Regions from separate parts of the Mus musculus genome. Here regions 2, 3 and 4 are each linked to region 1. A link is a contact called in public Hi-C and HiChIP or PLAC-seq data. All regions are on one chromosome and are shown on one strand. Each heading gives the region's core, a stretch centred on a gene start, on an enhancer-like site or on the middle of the called end of the contact. The rest is flanking DNA. Distances are from core to core; before and after follow the strand shown. Region 1 has its middle 34 kb from the start of Gm28380. Region 2 has its middle 21 kb from the start of Gm46242. Region 3 has its middle 34 kb from the start of Gm46242. Region 4 overlaps Hdac4 (histone deacetylase 4).

Region 1 (3,474 bases), core at 69-2,568:
TCACCCAGCAAATAGGGTGGGCAGGCACAAAGGAGGGCTCTAGCTCCACTCAGAGGTCCGCAAGCCAGGCAAGCTCATCCCTGACACAGAATAAAGATCCATCCGGGATAGGCTTGGAGTGGCCCTCGGGGCAGCAGATCTGCCATGAAAAATGGCTCTACCCCACAGACCTCTGGTATGAAGTCCCCACAAAACCATGGGACTCCTTAGGGCCTCTAGTAAATGGCATACACAGACCCATCAGACCATTTATGTATGGTCAGGGTAGGTGACTGGAAACAGAAGATGAAGCAGAAGAGGGCTCAACATCCCTGAGATCAGACATGGCTTCAGAGCAGGAATGATCAGGGAGGGGCCCACAGCATCCAAGAAGCCTGGGTAGGAATGGTAGTAGGAGGGTCAAGCTATGGAGGCTAGGGTGCCAGGCAGGCAAGTGTCCTGAGGCTGGGCCTCCCCTCTTCAAGGTAGTAGAAGTATTCAAGGTACTAGCGAGCATCCATGTAGGAGCAGAACACAAGAGCTGGACCACTCTGAACCACTTCCTTTCTGTCCCAAAGTCTCCCCAAGTGTATGGGTTGAAGACATTTAGAGAATTCTACTCTCTCCCAACAGTATGAACCAGGATGTGAAGCGGGGGAAGGGCCTCCTTGCAACCAACAGTTGTCCTCAAAGCAGTTCTCATCTCTTCTGTCCTCTATCCACAGCCCCTGCTGGCCCCACAGCGACACTGGCTCTGTGGAATCAGAACAATCCAGGGCCCCAGCTTTTAGAATTCTCAGGGCTGGATCAGGCCTTGGCGGGGGGGATAAGGGGGAAATCAGCCCTGCAGTAGAAGGATTCCTTATGTCTAAGTCCTTGGTGAGTTTTTATTGAGAGGAGGCCCACAGACTCCCTCTGGGGAACAGGCCCTACAGGAAGGGAGGCCATGAAAATAGCTGCTGACTGCCATGGTGAGCCGACCTTGCAGGGTGCAGGAGGACCCACAGTCCAGGTCACTCCAGCCCAGCTCCGGGCCTTTCTGAGTGGGGCGGGGAGGGAGGCTTGGGAGGGGAGGAAGTTTGTCAGAATGATGATGGCCAGAGCGCAATATCCACTCAGACTGTGATCAAAGGGCGGCCTCTCCCACTTTTGAACAATTCTAAACACTTTGTAAGAATGTGAACCCCACCCCCAGCCTCAGCCATGTAGGCCAAAGGTGAGGCTAATGAGAGGCAACTTTTGGAAAGTCTTTTGTGGGATGTGGGGCATCATGGGAAGGAGGCCCTGGCCCACTGAGCAGTGTTTAGGAACCTGTGCCAGCTAAAAGCTGACTCAGACCTTATCCAGGATGATATCACTAAACGTGAGCCACAAACCACAGGCCTTTATACAGGCCACCATCTGTCCACCCTCCCTCAAGTCCAACTTTCTATGTTGTTCTGGAAAAATCCTAGTATCCAAAGGTCACCTCTATTATGAGGATTAGGCGTCCCTTGAGGTCCACAGGCCCCAGAACATTAGAATCCAAGAGAGTCAGAGTCCATCCGGTGTGTGACTGAGCATCCCTACTCTGCAGAGCAAACAACAAACCCCAGCAAGACACTTCCATTGTCTGTCCAGAAGGACAGGACACACTGCCTCCCCTACCAGCTCCAACAGCATCTGTACAATCAAACCAGCTTCATGCAGCTGCTACCCGACTCACTGGAGATACAAAAAAAAAAAAAAAAAAAGAAAAAAAATGTGTCTGTGTCTCAGCTCCAGACCAACCCCCACCATCTCCTTGCTCTCCTCAGGGCAGCAGGCTGATTTAAGTCCCACTCAGCCCTAAGATAGCATCATCTACCATGCTCATGGGTAACCCAGGTTAGCACCAGCACAGCCACTGGAAGACACTGTCAACACACCATAAGAACCTACCGAGTCCTTCAGCAATGGGCACTCCTGCATGGAAAGGGAGGTGTAGGAGACCAGGCTCCATCCCCAGTCCCCATACCCAAGATTCTAGCAATGAAAACAACGTTCGGGAATATACACATAGGTTTGGGTATGCTTGTGTAAGGAGTTGGACAAATGAGAGTGTGGTGTAGGGTGTGTGTATGTGGGTTATACAAGATGTGTGATATATGTAATGTGATATAGAATGAATGTGTGTGTCATATAGGGTATGTAGTACACATACAGTATGTGTGGAATGGTATGTGTGTGGTATATATGGCATGTGAAATTGGTGTGTGTGGTATGAGTAAGTCAGTATGTTATATGGTATATGTAATATGGGTGAATATATATGCTACATGATGTTTATATTCACTGGTGTGTGGTATATGATATATGTGATATATGGTATGAGAATATGGTAATTTCAGAAGCAAATGTGATATATGTTGGGGAATGGGGGTTGTGGGGTTGTTTATGCTATTTATGGTATATAAGTGAGGAGTGATCATTATATGTAGCTGTAGGATATTCAGAGCATATAGTATGTGGTGTGTGGGCTATGTTTTGTATTTAGTACATATGGTATATATTGTTATAGTAAATGTTATGTGTGATGTAGGAGTGAGTAACCTTGGTGGGTATAGTGTGGTATAGTAATTGTGATAAATCCCACATGTGTATGTACAGTGTGTGTGTGTGTATGTGTGTGTGTGTGAGAGAGAGAGAGAGAGAGAGAGAAAGAGAGAGAGAGATTGGTGTGGCTTATGGTGTGTATATACAGGGCATGCAAAGTGTATGTAAGGGAAACTGTCAAGAGTATGGAGAACATTGTGTATATGGCACATATGATATGGATTGGGGAGGATATGGGACTTGATGAATGTTTGTAGTGTGCATGATTGTGGGGGTAGAGTGTAGAGGGTATGGGGTATATGGATTAGAGGGCTATGATGTATACATGCTAAATATGAAATATAAATACATATATACATATACATATGTACATATGTGCATGTCTATGTAAATATACATATACATGCACATATGTACATATGTGTGTATGTATACACATAAATGTATGTATGCATGTGTATACACACACATACACTCCCTGGGGAGCAAAGGGTCCATTTGGCTTCCATGTCTGGATCACAGTCCTTCATTAGGGGAACCAAGACAGGAACTCAGGGCAGACACTGAAGCAGAAGCCATAGAGGAACACCCTTTACTGACCTGCCTTCTACAGCCTGCTCAGCTTGCTTTCTAATATAGCCCAAGGCTACACTGGGCTGAGCCAAGTGCTACCATGGATTTGCCTACAGCATGATAACTAAGTGAGACCCTGAGCCTAATAAAGAGGGTTGGTGGTGTAGCTTACTGGTAGAGAGCTGACCTGGCATACATGAACCAAAGCCATGTTCTTAATAAAAAAATAAACCGGGGAAGCATGTGTGGTCTCCCCAGTATAGGGTAAAGTGGGTAGCAGAAGGAACTCTCTCAGGGTGGGGTCAGTGCTCAGTGAGAGGTGGCAGTCCAGGCTTCCCTAACAACATA
Region 2 (3,999 bases), core at 1,263-3,762, 280 kb before region 1:
GTGTAGTGATTGGAAAGAGAATGCCCACTGTAGGCTCAGATATTTATATGCTTCATCCCAGTTGGCGAACCATTTGAGAAGGATTAGGATGCGCAGCTATGCTGAAGTAGGCGTGGCCTTGTGGGAGAAAGTGCATCATTGGGGGTGGGCGCTGAGGTTTCCAACCCCTCTGCCTGCTGTCTGTGGATCAGGGTGTGAAACTCTCAGCTACTGCTCCAGTGTCCTGTCTGCCACATGCCACTTTGCTCCCTCGGTGACAATAATGAACAAAACCTCTGAAACTATAGACAAGCCCCAATGACATTCTTTCTAAGAGGTACCTTAGTCACAGTGTCTCTTCACAGCAATAAGAGTGAAGTAAGCAGAGACAGAGCTTAGCTTCCTGCTCATTGCCCTTTCTCCATCCATTTCTGCTCCTCCCCCTCCAGCAAGGTCCCATGCCAGCTGAGCTTAGACCCAGGAGATCCTTCTATTCTCAACATAGGTCAGCCTGGAGCAGAGGGCTAGGCTTAGAGATAACAATTTGGGCAGCCAGGCCAATGCACTTAGAAGATATGAGTCACGCACCATAGCTTTGCAGGAAGGTCAGCAGCACCTCTGGCTTCACCCACTGGAGACGACCAAGCTGTATCCAGACACGGCCCATATACCTGGGTAGAAAACCTGTTCTCTACTGAAGATAAGCTCAGAACTTGGGCAAAGATGAAGAAACCTATCCTATCCTATCCTGTCCTATAGTATAGGTGACTGGATCGTGTCAAGGAAGTGACTTTACAATCTATAGTGGTTAAGGTTCTAGGATAACAGTAGGGACAGAAGAATCACTGGGACTTGCTGGCTGCCAGCGCTGGGTGAAAAAACCCAGAGCTCTGAGTTCAAAGAGATCCTCTCAAGGGAACATGGTGGAGACTGATAAAGGGAGACACCTGACATTCTCCTCTGGCCTACACACACGTGTACTCGCGACATGTATATATATTCATGTACCAAACATACATGTAAGAAAACATACATGTAAGAAAAACAATCAGGAGAGGACTTCAGATTACGAGCTTTTAAGTTAGTAAATAGCAACAGGCACAAGGTAGAGAAGACAGAGCGGAAGGCACAGTGAGTGTGGCTGCCAGTCTTCTGCATCTAGGTTTCCTACCCGTGGGCATCTGCATGGATGAGCGCAGGGGCTCAGCTCGGTGTGTCCCCTTTCTGCCTCTTGCTCTGGGGACTCAGTCTGCCTTATGCCTGTCACTAGAGCACTTCTAGGACATAAACACCTCCCCCAATACCATGTCTACACCATTAATAACCCTAATACTAGGAGGTGCTCTCCATCTCCTCAAATAGGGTTTGTTTATTCTTTGGCACAAGTCCTAGTAGTAAATTGAGCACCCCAAGTGGCTCACCTGCTTGCCCAAAGTGACCCCATTGGTCAGTGGCTGTCATTTCCACCTGGGTGCCTTGTTCAATACAACTTCTAATGCCCTTCATTTTCCCCACTGACCCAGCCTGGCCCTGTGGATGGAGCATGCACACGGGCAGATCTGTACGGCAGAAAGCCCTTCTAAGACTTCCGGCAAGCTCTACACTCAACACAGGAGCCAAGCCATGAAGACAGTGAAGATTTATGGGGGATCCTAAGGCCATGTGAACTTATCTTTTTGGCTGGACTCTACATTCCTGGTCATCCCCTGTGGCTCCGTGGGAGCACCTTCCTTTCTTGTCAGTATTTCACACCTCTCCCCTCTGCTCTGCTGGGGTTTGCTTTATAGAAAAATTGTATCATGATCATGACAGTGCTTCTGCAGGGTAAGCTGGTCCATGTGCCTCTGTGTCTGCGCTTTGATCCCCTAGGTCTGTGATTGGCTGGGGCTGAGGATGCTGGGGTGAAATGGGTAGAGTGGTCCTGATCTGGAGGGCTTCAGTCTAGTGGGAGAAGGGCTTCCAGACAGCCCAGTCTGGGCACTGTGGGTGATGAGGCTAGTGCCTGAGCTGTGTGCTGGGTGTGGAGTAGGGCCTTCTAGGCTGGGTGCTATAGGTTATGGGTGGCCTGCTGGGCTGGGCACTGCAGATGAAGGGTGATCAGCTGGGATGGTTGTTGTAGGTGCTGAGACAGCTTCCTAGTCTGGATGCTACAACTGTGGGTCTGTTCTCTTGCATGTTCTGGATGTGGTCCTACTATATCTTCAGCCTCTTAAGTACAATGGGACTAACTGGAACCACAGGACCCTTTTGCTGGGCACCTCCCACGCCAACCCCTGGTTCTGGCACCTATGAGACTGGCTGATCTTCTGGAGATTAGCAAGGGTGGGGTTCATGTGAGTGTGGACAGAGTCCCCCTGTGCTTTGCATCCCAGAGTGTGTAGACACACAGGGACCACATCCAAGAAGCCATACTTGCCAAGCCCTCGGGACCAGGGCTCCATGAGAACCGTTTTTATTGAGGATTGTGGTATGTAGTAGATTGAGAAATTGCCATAGTTGGAAAAACAAGTAGAAAACCTTCCAGAAAGTAAACCCCGAGGAAGGAAGTGCCAGGACAGGGAGTGCTGGACACGTGGGAGGCTCAAGCTCAGTTTCTAGGGGAGCGCTGGGCCATGCAGGTCCCAGTGCCTTCGGATTTGGCCTGGTGGCAGTTCTCGCTGTATTTAAGGTCTAAGATATTCTTTGATTAATTTCCGTGGACTTCACTAGAGTTACAACAGCAAGTCCCTGAGCACTAATTAAGGAAGAGAGGCGGACAGTGACTCATGCTGGAAAGAACCCTCTCCCAGCCCTAACAAAGTGTCTCAGGTCCTCACAGTGGGAACGGCCTCTGATCAAGGCAGCTCTGGATTTAGGTCAGCAAGATAATGGTCAGAGATCTTACTAGCCCCCCACCCCCACCCCCTGTGTGTGTGTGTGTGTGTGTGTGTGTGTGTGTGTGTGTGTATGTGTGTCTTACGTATTGTGTGAGTCTGTCTTTGTGTCTCCTCTCTATCTGCTTATGTGTGTGTGTCTGTTTCTGTATGTCCTTCTGTTCGTCTCTCTCTGTGTTTCTGTTTCTCACTGTGTGTATGTACATATCTGTGGATCTGTGTCGGTGTGCCCCCTCCCCCCGTGCCTGTTGGTCTCTATCTTGCTGTGTCTCTGTGTCTGTCTGTCTGTCTGCCTGCCTATTCCCCCCCCCACCTGTCTCTGTATTCACTTACAGGCTCCAGGCTCCAATTGTGTGTCCCCCAGAAGAGCTGACAGGGGCACCTGGCATGGCTTCTTACACAGTTCTCCTGCTGGAGACCAACAGAACCTTCTGGTGCTTGAACTCAGGGCCTCACACACGCAAGGCAGGCTCCCACCGAGCTGTGACTCAGCTGTTCCAGATCACAAGTCCATGACCAGGGATCTGCCACCACCTAGGTTGGAAGTCACAGCATCCATCTGGCCCCAACCACGAAGGGCCATTTTGGCTGACCAAACCTTTTCTTGAAAGCTTGGGTGGTAAGAAGGAGAGCAGAGGTCGTTGCTTCAGTCACATGCTGGGGAAGGTTGACAAGGCACAAGTAATTCTTATCCAACATAGAAGCAGAGTGTGCCAAAAATGAGAGCAAATTCAAGGGTGTATTTTCTCTCCAAGTGAGAAGTAGCTTGGAGCCTTTCCTGCCATGTGACTAGATTCTGGCTATGGATCTGACCTGGGAGGCCACAGAGGACCCACAGCTTGGGATTCCTTTAGGAGCCAAGACTGAGCAGCAAGTGTGGACATTATTCCCAGTAGAACTTGGTCTTGGGCAGACAAGGAGCTGAGTCTGCTGGTACAGTGTGTTGCTGTGCATCAGAACTAGAGCCCTGTCATCTGGGTGACGTCCAGAGTATGACATTCTCACAGGCTGTCTGCCTTCGGCCTCCATTCCTGTAAACACTTTGCCTATAGATAAGAACCAGCTTGCTGTTTAGCCGAAGGGAATAAATCTTCTTTAGACCAGGAAGGGACCCCATGGTTGAATCTTGACAGCTGGGCAAAGTACA
Region 3 (3,703 bases), core at 172-2,671, 340 kb before region 1:
CCTGCAAAGAAAAGGTGCTGGCTTGGACTAGTCCAACAGCCCCACCCTCAGCCCCACCCCCAACCTCCACCCACCCTGATGTGATATCTGTGCTGGTGGTGATTCTCAGGATTCCATTCCTCCGGAATATTCCTTGCAGTTTCTCACTAGGATGCCTGGTACGGTCCTTACCCTCAAGACAGTTCCAGCCTAAGAGGATACAATCAGGTTCCTGCCAGGCTGGTACATCGATGTCTACAGGGACCAAAGCCCCCCAGGCCATACATAGCATCCTACTTGGCACAGAAGGACTGGAGGTCCCCTGACCAAGCCACCGTCCTTTACAGACACACTGTGTGAGAGGCTGGATCTGGGAGGGTGTTCACAACACAAGGGAGAGCACCACTGGGCTCTGTACCCCAGCCTGCATCTCCTTGCTCCTTATGCGTCCTCAGTCCTCTGGACCCTCTGCTTGGGAGGTCTCCTTCCCCCAAAGGGATATTGTGGCCCAGCTTGGCAGGGAGCTGGAAAGCCAATGCTGAAGAGAACTGACCCTACCTTGAACTTTGCTGGCAAGGAAGTATAGTCCATAAGGGAGTCTGGGCTTCCTCACTCTCTTGGGCGGTAAATCAACCTGGGAACTGGACAGGGCGGGCCTGCCAGGGCTCTGGCAGAGGAGGTCTGCTTAGAGGAGCAGGAGGGATGTGAGCAGAATATGTGCATGTGTGTGTGGGGTGTGTGTGTGTGTGTGTGTGTGTGTACAGGTATATATGTGTATCTGTGGGTGGTAAATCATGTGTGTGTGCCTATCTATGACACAGAAGTATGTATATGTATGTGTATGTGTATGTGTATATGTATATGATGTTGTATATGTATATGATGTTGTATATGTATATGATGTATATGTATATGTATATGTATATGTATATGTATATGTATATGTATATGTATATGTATATGTATATGTATATGTATATGTATATGTATATGTATATGTATATGTGGGTGGTGTATCTTGTGTTTTCGAGTGTGTGTGTGTGTGTGTGTGTGTGTGTCCACAGGATACACATATGTATCTGTATCCATGGATATTGCATCTTGTGTTCTCTTGCAGAAACTGATTTGTTTGCTTTAAGATTCTTGCAGCTTGGGATGGGGGGTGGAGGTAGGGTGAATAACCTGAAAAAGACAAGATTTTCCCATACCTTCCCTGAGAGAGGGACTCCCTGAGAGAGGGCCTCGCCGAGTCCTCCACCCACACAAAAACTATGGACACCTCCTTCCTGCCCAAAGTGTCCTCTGTCCTGAAGAGGTGAATCACTGACACTCAGCCCTCTAATGCAAACTGACCCCTCCCTGAGGACACCCCCATCAGGAGACCTTGCCAAGGGACTGAGAGGTCTGCTAGAAAATTAACACTGAGGTATGGCGCCCCCTTGTGGTCCCTGCCATGGATCCCGTGGATTATGGGGTCAGGGCCGCAGGATGACACAGCTCCACAGACAGCAAGCTTCCCACCATGGGTCAAGAGTTTAATCAGCAAAGTGTGATGAAAAGTCAGCTCTGGATTGTCCAAAAGGTCCTGAGTGATCTAAGCAGGCCGCATGGCTAGTGTGTCTGGAAGCCAGGGGCCACAAAAGGTCCTAATAGGACAAGAAAGATCTGCCCCCTCCCCCGACCCCTCCCCCGACTTCAGTATTTCAGGGGTTTGCTAGGAGAGGACAAGGGACCACGGGCTCAGACTTGTCAGAACTCTACCCCACCATTTCCTCTGACCTTCAGAGGTGGCCTCACTGCCCAGGGTTGCTTTGTATCTTCACTCTCAAATTCACCCCAATTTTGCCTGCACGTGTCAAAAACACAGGATGCATCACCCACTTGTGTATGTGCAGGAGTCATCTTCAGGTGTCTCCCTGGGGGCGGAGGGGGTGTCACTGGAAGCTAGGCTGGCTGGCCAGTGAACACGGGATCTCTGCTTCTCTCTGCCTCCGGTTCTAAGGTTACAAATGCCTTTGCATTATCTCTAAGATGGAACTCCCATGCATTCTTCATGCTTGTAAGGCAAGCACTTTACCAGTTAAACCATCTACCAAGCCCTTTATGTATTTTTTAAGGCCTGCCCTGGGTACCTGAGCTGCTCTGGAGTCCACAGGGCCAAGCCTTGGCTCAGACTCCAAGGATGAGACACCCACCCACCCCCGCCCCCATGAGGACCTGGAGGGGCTAACAGGTCCCAGGGCCACATCCACTGCTCTGGAGTTTCACTCTGAGGACAATCTTGTGAGATTCTTACAGGAGGAGGAGTCTGTGGGACAGCATGCCTTCTGACCTCAGATCTGAGCCACAGGCCAGTGGTGAGACCCTCCCTCTGTCTAAAGGTCCCCATGCCCGCATGCAATGTGGGCTGTGGCAACTCGCTCAGCAATGCAGATGCAGCCAGATGTTTGGGATGTGATGGAATGTTAGTGTAGGCAGGGGCGGGGCGGGGGAGGGTTCTAGGACTTCCAGCCAGATTTCTGACATCCTTGTGAAAAGCAGCTATGGAGATGTAGGCCAAATCTCCTCCTTGGAGACCAGGGATGGGGGATTTGTGAGGGAGGGCACCAGAGACCAGATGTGATGGAGCAAATGCAGACAATGCACTGGACTCTTGGTGCAGAGGAAGGCCGAGGGGAGTCAGCCTGCTAACCTAGGATGCTCACTGTGCAGAGAAGAAGGGGTGTCTGTGGGGAGGAAGTGGGTGTAAAGAAATGTAACATGACTTTTAAAAAATCTGTCAGTTTGGGAGCATACAGCAGCTGCATGCCAAGGATGGAGGACAAGCAGGGCTGGTCTCTCCTTCGTCCTCCTGGTCTCTGTCAGCTGTGCTCTGAGCACTGCCCTTCTGTCCCTCCTAGGTTTGTTTTTCTTTAAGGAAGACAAGACCTCTCACTGATGTCACCTAACAATGGCACACACCCTACTCAGCCCCAAGTCCTGGGTGGTCACCCTCTCAAACACTTGTTTCCCTGGTTGACATGGTAACACAGGCCTGCGGCCAGGGGGCAGGGCTAGAAGGCTGAAGGAAGGAGCCTCTTCTTTACCCACACCCCACCTCCAGTCCTGTCCAGCACCACCCTGCCCTCAAGGTGTTAGCAGGTACTGCCGGTAGCCCAGGCTTTGGGAGGTCTGTTACCACCCACAGACCTGGCATCCTGTCTAAACCGCTGCCCCTTCCCAGCGTCTCCAGCTGAACTTCACAGTGCTTTCCTACACAAGTCCTTGCAGGCAGCACCTACCTCCTCCCTTCTCAGCCTTCAAAAGCAACAAAGTTGCGAGCCACAGTGTCCCAGCTAAGGTATCCCAGCAAGATTGCAACTCCCGTTGATTCTATGCCCATGCATCAGGTTTCAAAAATCACTCTTCCCAGTGGCAGAAACATTTCTTTAAAAGGAGCCTTGACCAAAACTGCAATGGCCAGGGGTGGCCACCATGCCACATGCCCTCTCTCTCCCACAGGACTGTCAGTTCAGGTGCAGACTTAGAACCTGTGACACTCAACAAACAAGACTGAAGCCCCCAGGCTGTGGGGCAGGCAGCCACTGCTCAGCTGAGACAGGAAGTATATCCTACTGCCGATGATGTCCACTCCCAGGGCTTCACAGCTGGGCTGACTGACAGCCAATACAGCAAGGACCCTGTGATGCAGGGCCTCACCTACTTCCTAGCATCCTGTGGAGGA
Region 4 (3,683 bases), core at 1,070-3,569, 380 kb before region 1:
TGTATACATGTGTGTCTGTGGAGGATAGTATGTGTGTCTGATGGGTGAATCTTACGTGGCACATGTGCTTCTGTGCCTGTGAATCTATGGCATATGTGTATTTAGTGTGGCTTCATGTGTCTATAATCTGTTGGTCCATCACCACCATCACTTGAGGTCCGCAGAAGAACCAGCTGGCCTTCCCCTGAACCCTCATAGGGACTTTAGACAATGCTCTGCTATGAATGGTGTAAAAAACAGTAACTAGGTGTCTCTTCTGCAGGGGTTTCTGCTACTTTAACTCCGTGGCAGTTGCAGCCAAACTTCTCCAGCAGAGGCTGAATGTGAGCAAGATCCTCATTGTAGACTGGGTGAGTGGATGCCTCATTAGCCAGTTCTGGGGAGAGCATGCATGCCCACCTGTCTCCCCAGTGGACAGCCTGATTGAGCACTGGGCCTTGTCCTGTTGATACTTGGAATTGAGGAACTGAACTCTCTGGAAACAGTCTCAGAGATCAGAGAAGCCTGCATCCATTAGAAGTTGGTTTCAAGACTTTGGCCAGCTGATCCTAACCTCATGGGCCCTGACCTGCAGGATCGTGCCCATAGTGAGGATTGCCACCATGGCTGGTCCTCAGCAGTGTCTCTAGGAAGCTGGAGAATCGAAGGTCAAGTTCAACCTTTCTCTATGCTCTGACCTGGGGACATGGACCTGGACTGCCCACTTGTGCTAGCTGAAAGTCACACCACACACATGACTAAGCCTCCATCTTCCTAAATGAACAGAGCTTCTTATAACCCCACTATGGAGTGGCTGATTTTTCTCTGAGAGTTAAGCCAAATGTCACTGTCCCATGAGTAGACAGGTGTTGAGGTGTGCCTGCCAGCACTCCTTAGTTACAGTGCTTACGTGTCATAAACTCCAAACACCAGGAAAAGAGGCAATCTGGGCTTCTGCCAGGCTGGATCACCCTGGTCCTGGCTGAGAGAAGTGGTCTTCAGGACATGCGTGCTGGGTAGCCCTGTTCTACAGAATTATATGTTACATGAAAAGCGGTAAGAAACCAGTGGTTCTAATATATACCTGCACACAGAAACTCTTTAGTACTGATGTCTCATAACATCCTTTATACTAAGCCCACATCAGGTTGGGACAGCATTTGGATTTCAAGCCCTTCTCAGTTTCAAAAAGAACCAACAAAATATAAACCAGAAGAACAAGTCAACTTGGGTCTGGAACAGGGCCTGAGCAAGGCAGGAAGGTTGTAGTTTTCTACACCAGTGAACCTGTCCCCTCCTCCATCCTGGCCCTTCCTTAGGGAACAAGCAGAGAAGTGGCAAAAACAAACAAACAAACAAACAAAAAACAGAAGTGCCATGCAGTTGGTGGCTACATAGATGTGACAATTATGTTCTGGGAACAAGGAAGTCAGCAGGTGACCCACATAGACAGTCTCGTCTTCCCAGGGCTGCAGGACATGCTCCCCAGGGCCACACTTTGTCTTAAAATGCATGATGGTAACACACATAGATACTACTATGATTCATTTACAGTACTCATCCACTTACTGTACAGTGTTACCAATGGTTCCTCCTTCCACCAGGAACCTGGTGCGTGGCATGAAAGGCTCTTGTGTTTGTGAGCGCTGGGGCATCCATCCACAGTGTGCACTGAGCACAGATGAATGACCCTGTAGAAAAAGCTTTCCTCATTCTCTGTCTCTGTCTCTCTTCCTGTCTGTCTGTCTGTCTCTCTCTCTCTCACACACACACAGAGAGAGAGAGAGAGAGGGAGAGAGAGAGAGAGAGAGAGAGAGAGCGCTATGCAGCCCAAAACCACCTAGCCTGCCCATCCTGGAAACTAAGTCCCATGACCTACAACAGTGGCCACCGGCCTGGCAGAAACCAAAGCTGCCTCTTGATAAATGTGCATCAAGTCTTAAGAAAAGAGCTGGTCATTTTCTTTTCAGGGTGGGGGGTCACTCATGACCACCTAGGGTCAACTGCCACATATCCTATGTCAGTCGTTCTCAATCTTCCTAATGCTGCAGACTTTAATGCAGTTCTTGTGTTGTGACCCCCCAATTATAAAATTATTTTCGCCACTCTTTCATAATTGTAATTTTGCTAGTTATGAATCGTAATGTAAATATCTGATATGCAGGAACTCTGATATGCAGCCCCAAAGGGGTTGCGACACACAGCTTGAGAACAGCTGCCCTTTGTGACGTGCCTGTAAGTAGCCAACCCACAATTAGTGATTATCCTTAGGAAATGGCTCACTTACCACAAATAAGGCAGGCATGTGAGATTACTCAGATGGCTTTGTTGACATAGCAGCCTCAGCTCAGCTAGAAGCCTAACCCCATCTATCCCTTTCACTGAAGTCAGGACTACACTATGTGCTCAGAGTTACTCAGACTCTTGCCTCAGCATTTCTGTAATGCTGCATGTACCCACAATACCTGACCATGAGGTGTACCAGAGATTCCAGGCTATTCACCTAGTAGGAGGGTCGAACTCAAGGCCTGATCCTCCCTGAGCCAGTTCTCTTGTTCTCTTAGGATGTACATCATGGGAATGGGACCCAGCAGGCCTTCTACAATGACCCCAATGTTCTCTACATGTCCCTGCACCGCTATGACGATGGGAACTTCTTCCCAGGAAGTGGAGCACCAGATGAGGTATGTGGAGTGTATGAAACTTTGTGAGTATCTGGAGGAGAACAAGCTATCTTGGAGCCAGATACCACAGCTACCAAGAGAACCAGGCAGGTGCAGGCCCTGCATCTGCCACAGAAGTAGTATTTCACACTTGTTACAGCTCAGGTTGCCCTGCCAGAAATGCTAGCCTGGATTATCCTGTGCATGATTTAGGCCAGAATTTTTTCTAGTTTAGTGGGAATCTGCACACCAAATCTGGTTACATTCAGAGTGAGCAAAGCACACACTAAGGGAGGTTGCTGAGCTGCTCCCCAGGACTCCTGCTTCTCTACCTTGTGATGATACTCCCAGCCACTGTGGTTAGGGGGCATCTTTAAGCAGCATGCCCAGGGACACAGAGCTTGCCCCTGAAGATGGTCCCACAGTAGAGTCACTTTTGTCTTTCAGTGATTCCTCCTAGTTCAGGGCCTGTAGATAACTGCAGCCCTGTGAAAACTGTACCGCTGACGACAGTGCCTGGCACTGGTAGCCAGCTTCACTGGTGAGCTCACACACATATGCACGGGACATGTAGCTATCCCTGTGGGCACGCCAGTCCAATCCACCCTAGTTCAAGTGTTGGTTGTGCCAGGTATTCTCTTGAGTTGGTGACAGTTTCTCTCCTTGTGGCCGCAGGTGGGCACAGGGCCAGGCGTGGGTTTCAATGTCAACATGGCTTTCACGGGTGGCCTCGAACCCCCCATGGGAGACGCTGAGTACTTGGCAGCCTTCAGGTGAGTACCCCACTGTCCAACCACAGAGGCTGGTTCTTCTGAGTCCAGGGCAGCCAAGTCATCTGGAGACTCTGGAGTTAATTGTTGTACTGCCTCACTTCTCTTAGGAGTTCCCTTTTCTGAGAGCCTGTTGAGTCCCAGTGGTAAGATGGGGAGGTGATAGAAGGGGAAGTTTTCTGCTGTGCTAGAAAGTATTCATGAGTCACTGAAAACTGAGGATGTAAAGATCTCATTCCCTGCTCATTATTCCACAAACCCTTTGTAAAAG

What was found. Hi-C and Micro-C count contacts between places; a contact is called where the count stands out from the background. HiChIP or PLAC-seq counts read pairs in DNA pulled down with a chosen protein or histone mark.
Region 2: a contact with region 1 is called in a FOXA1 HiChIP or PLAC-seq map of pancreatic cancer cells. The contact joins two enhancer-like sites. A contact is called at or near these places in 1 of 15 datasets of contacts at CTCF or cohesin (the NIH/3T3 cell line), 4 of 484 Hi-C or Micro-C datasets (embryonic somatosensory cortex, embryonic stem cells and stem cell-derived motor neurons), 1 of 115 datasets of contacts at active chromatin or transcription factors (pancreatic cancer cells) and 1 of 9 other capture datasets (embryonic stem cells).
Region 3: a Hi-C map of uterus shows a contact between it and region 1, with 5 times the contacts expected there. The contact joins two enhancer-like sites. A contact is called at or near these places in 3 of 484 Hi-C or Micro-C datasets (cortical neurons, embryonic fibroblasts and uterus), 1 of 115 datasets of contacts at active chromatin or transcription factors (pancreatic cancer cells) and 1 of 9 other capture datasets (embryonic stem cells).
Region 4: a contact with region 1 is called in an HNF4G HiChIP or PLAC-seq map of pancreatic cancer cells. The contact joins two enhancer-like sites. A contact is called at or near these places in 1 of 15 datasets of contacts at CTCF or cohesin (the NIH/3T3 cell line), 37 of 484 Hi-C or Micro-C datasets (3T3-L1-derived adipocytes, the AML12 cell line, the C2C12 cell line and 22 more), 2 of 115 datasets of contacts at active chromatin or transcription factors (astrocytes and pancreatic cancer cells) and 3 of 9 other capture datasets (embryonic stem cells, embryonic tail and embryonic trunk).

The regions. Positions count from the first base shown.
Region 1 is chr1:91,575,900-91,579,373 of GRCm38.p6, reverse strand. No RefSeq gene overlaps it. Among named protein-coding and RNA genes, the nearest start is that of Gm28380, 34 kb to the left of the region's middle. Within about 2 kb of position 1,318, at least 25 of the 459 cell types and tissues checked have an H3K27ac peak or open chromatin away from gene starts, as enhancers often do. A contact at or near this core is called in the NIH/3T3 cell line, pancreatic cancer cells and uterus, where this site is marked.
Region 2 is chr1:91,857,009-91,861,007 of GRCm38.p6, reverse strand. No RefSeq gene overlaps it. Among named protein-coding and RNA genes, the nearest start is that of Gm46242, 21 kb to the left of the region's middle. Within about 2 kb of position 2,512, at least 58 of the 459 cell types and tissues checked have an H3K27ac peak or open chromatin away from gene starts, as enhancers often do. A contact at or near this core is called in pancreatic cancer cells, where this site is marked.
Region 3 is chr1:91,911,734-91,915,436 of GRCm38.p6, reverse strand. No RefSeq gene overlaps it. Among named protein-coding and RNA genes, the nearest start is that of Gm46242, 34 kb to the right of the region's middle. Within about 2 kb of position 1,421, at least 19 of the 459 cell types and tissues checked have an H3K27ac peak or open chromatin away from gene starts, as enhancers often do. A contact at or near this core is called in uterus, where this site is marked.
Region 4 is chr1:91,955,022-91,958,704 of GRCm38.p6, reverse strand. Hdac4 (histone deacetylase 4) reads left to right here. Exons shown (of 27, transcript NM_207225.2): 20 at 263-350; 21 at 2,544-2,663; 22 at 3,318-3,415. Among named protein-coding and RNA genes, the nearest start is that of Gm46242, 77 kb to the right of the region's middle. Within about 2 kb of position 2,319, at least 48 of the 459 cell types and tissues checked have an H3K27ac peak or open chromatin away from gene starts, as enhancers often do. A contact at or near this core is called in the NIH/3T3 cell line and pancreatic cancer cells, where this site is marked.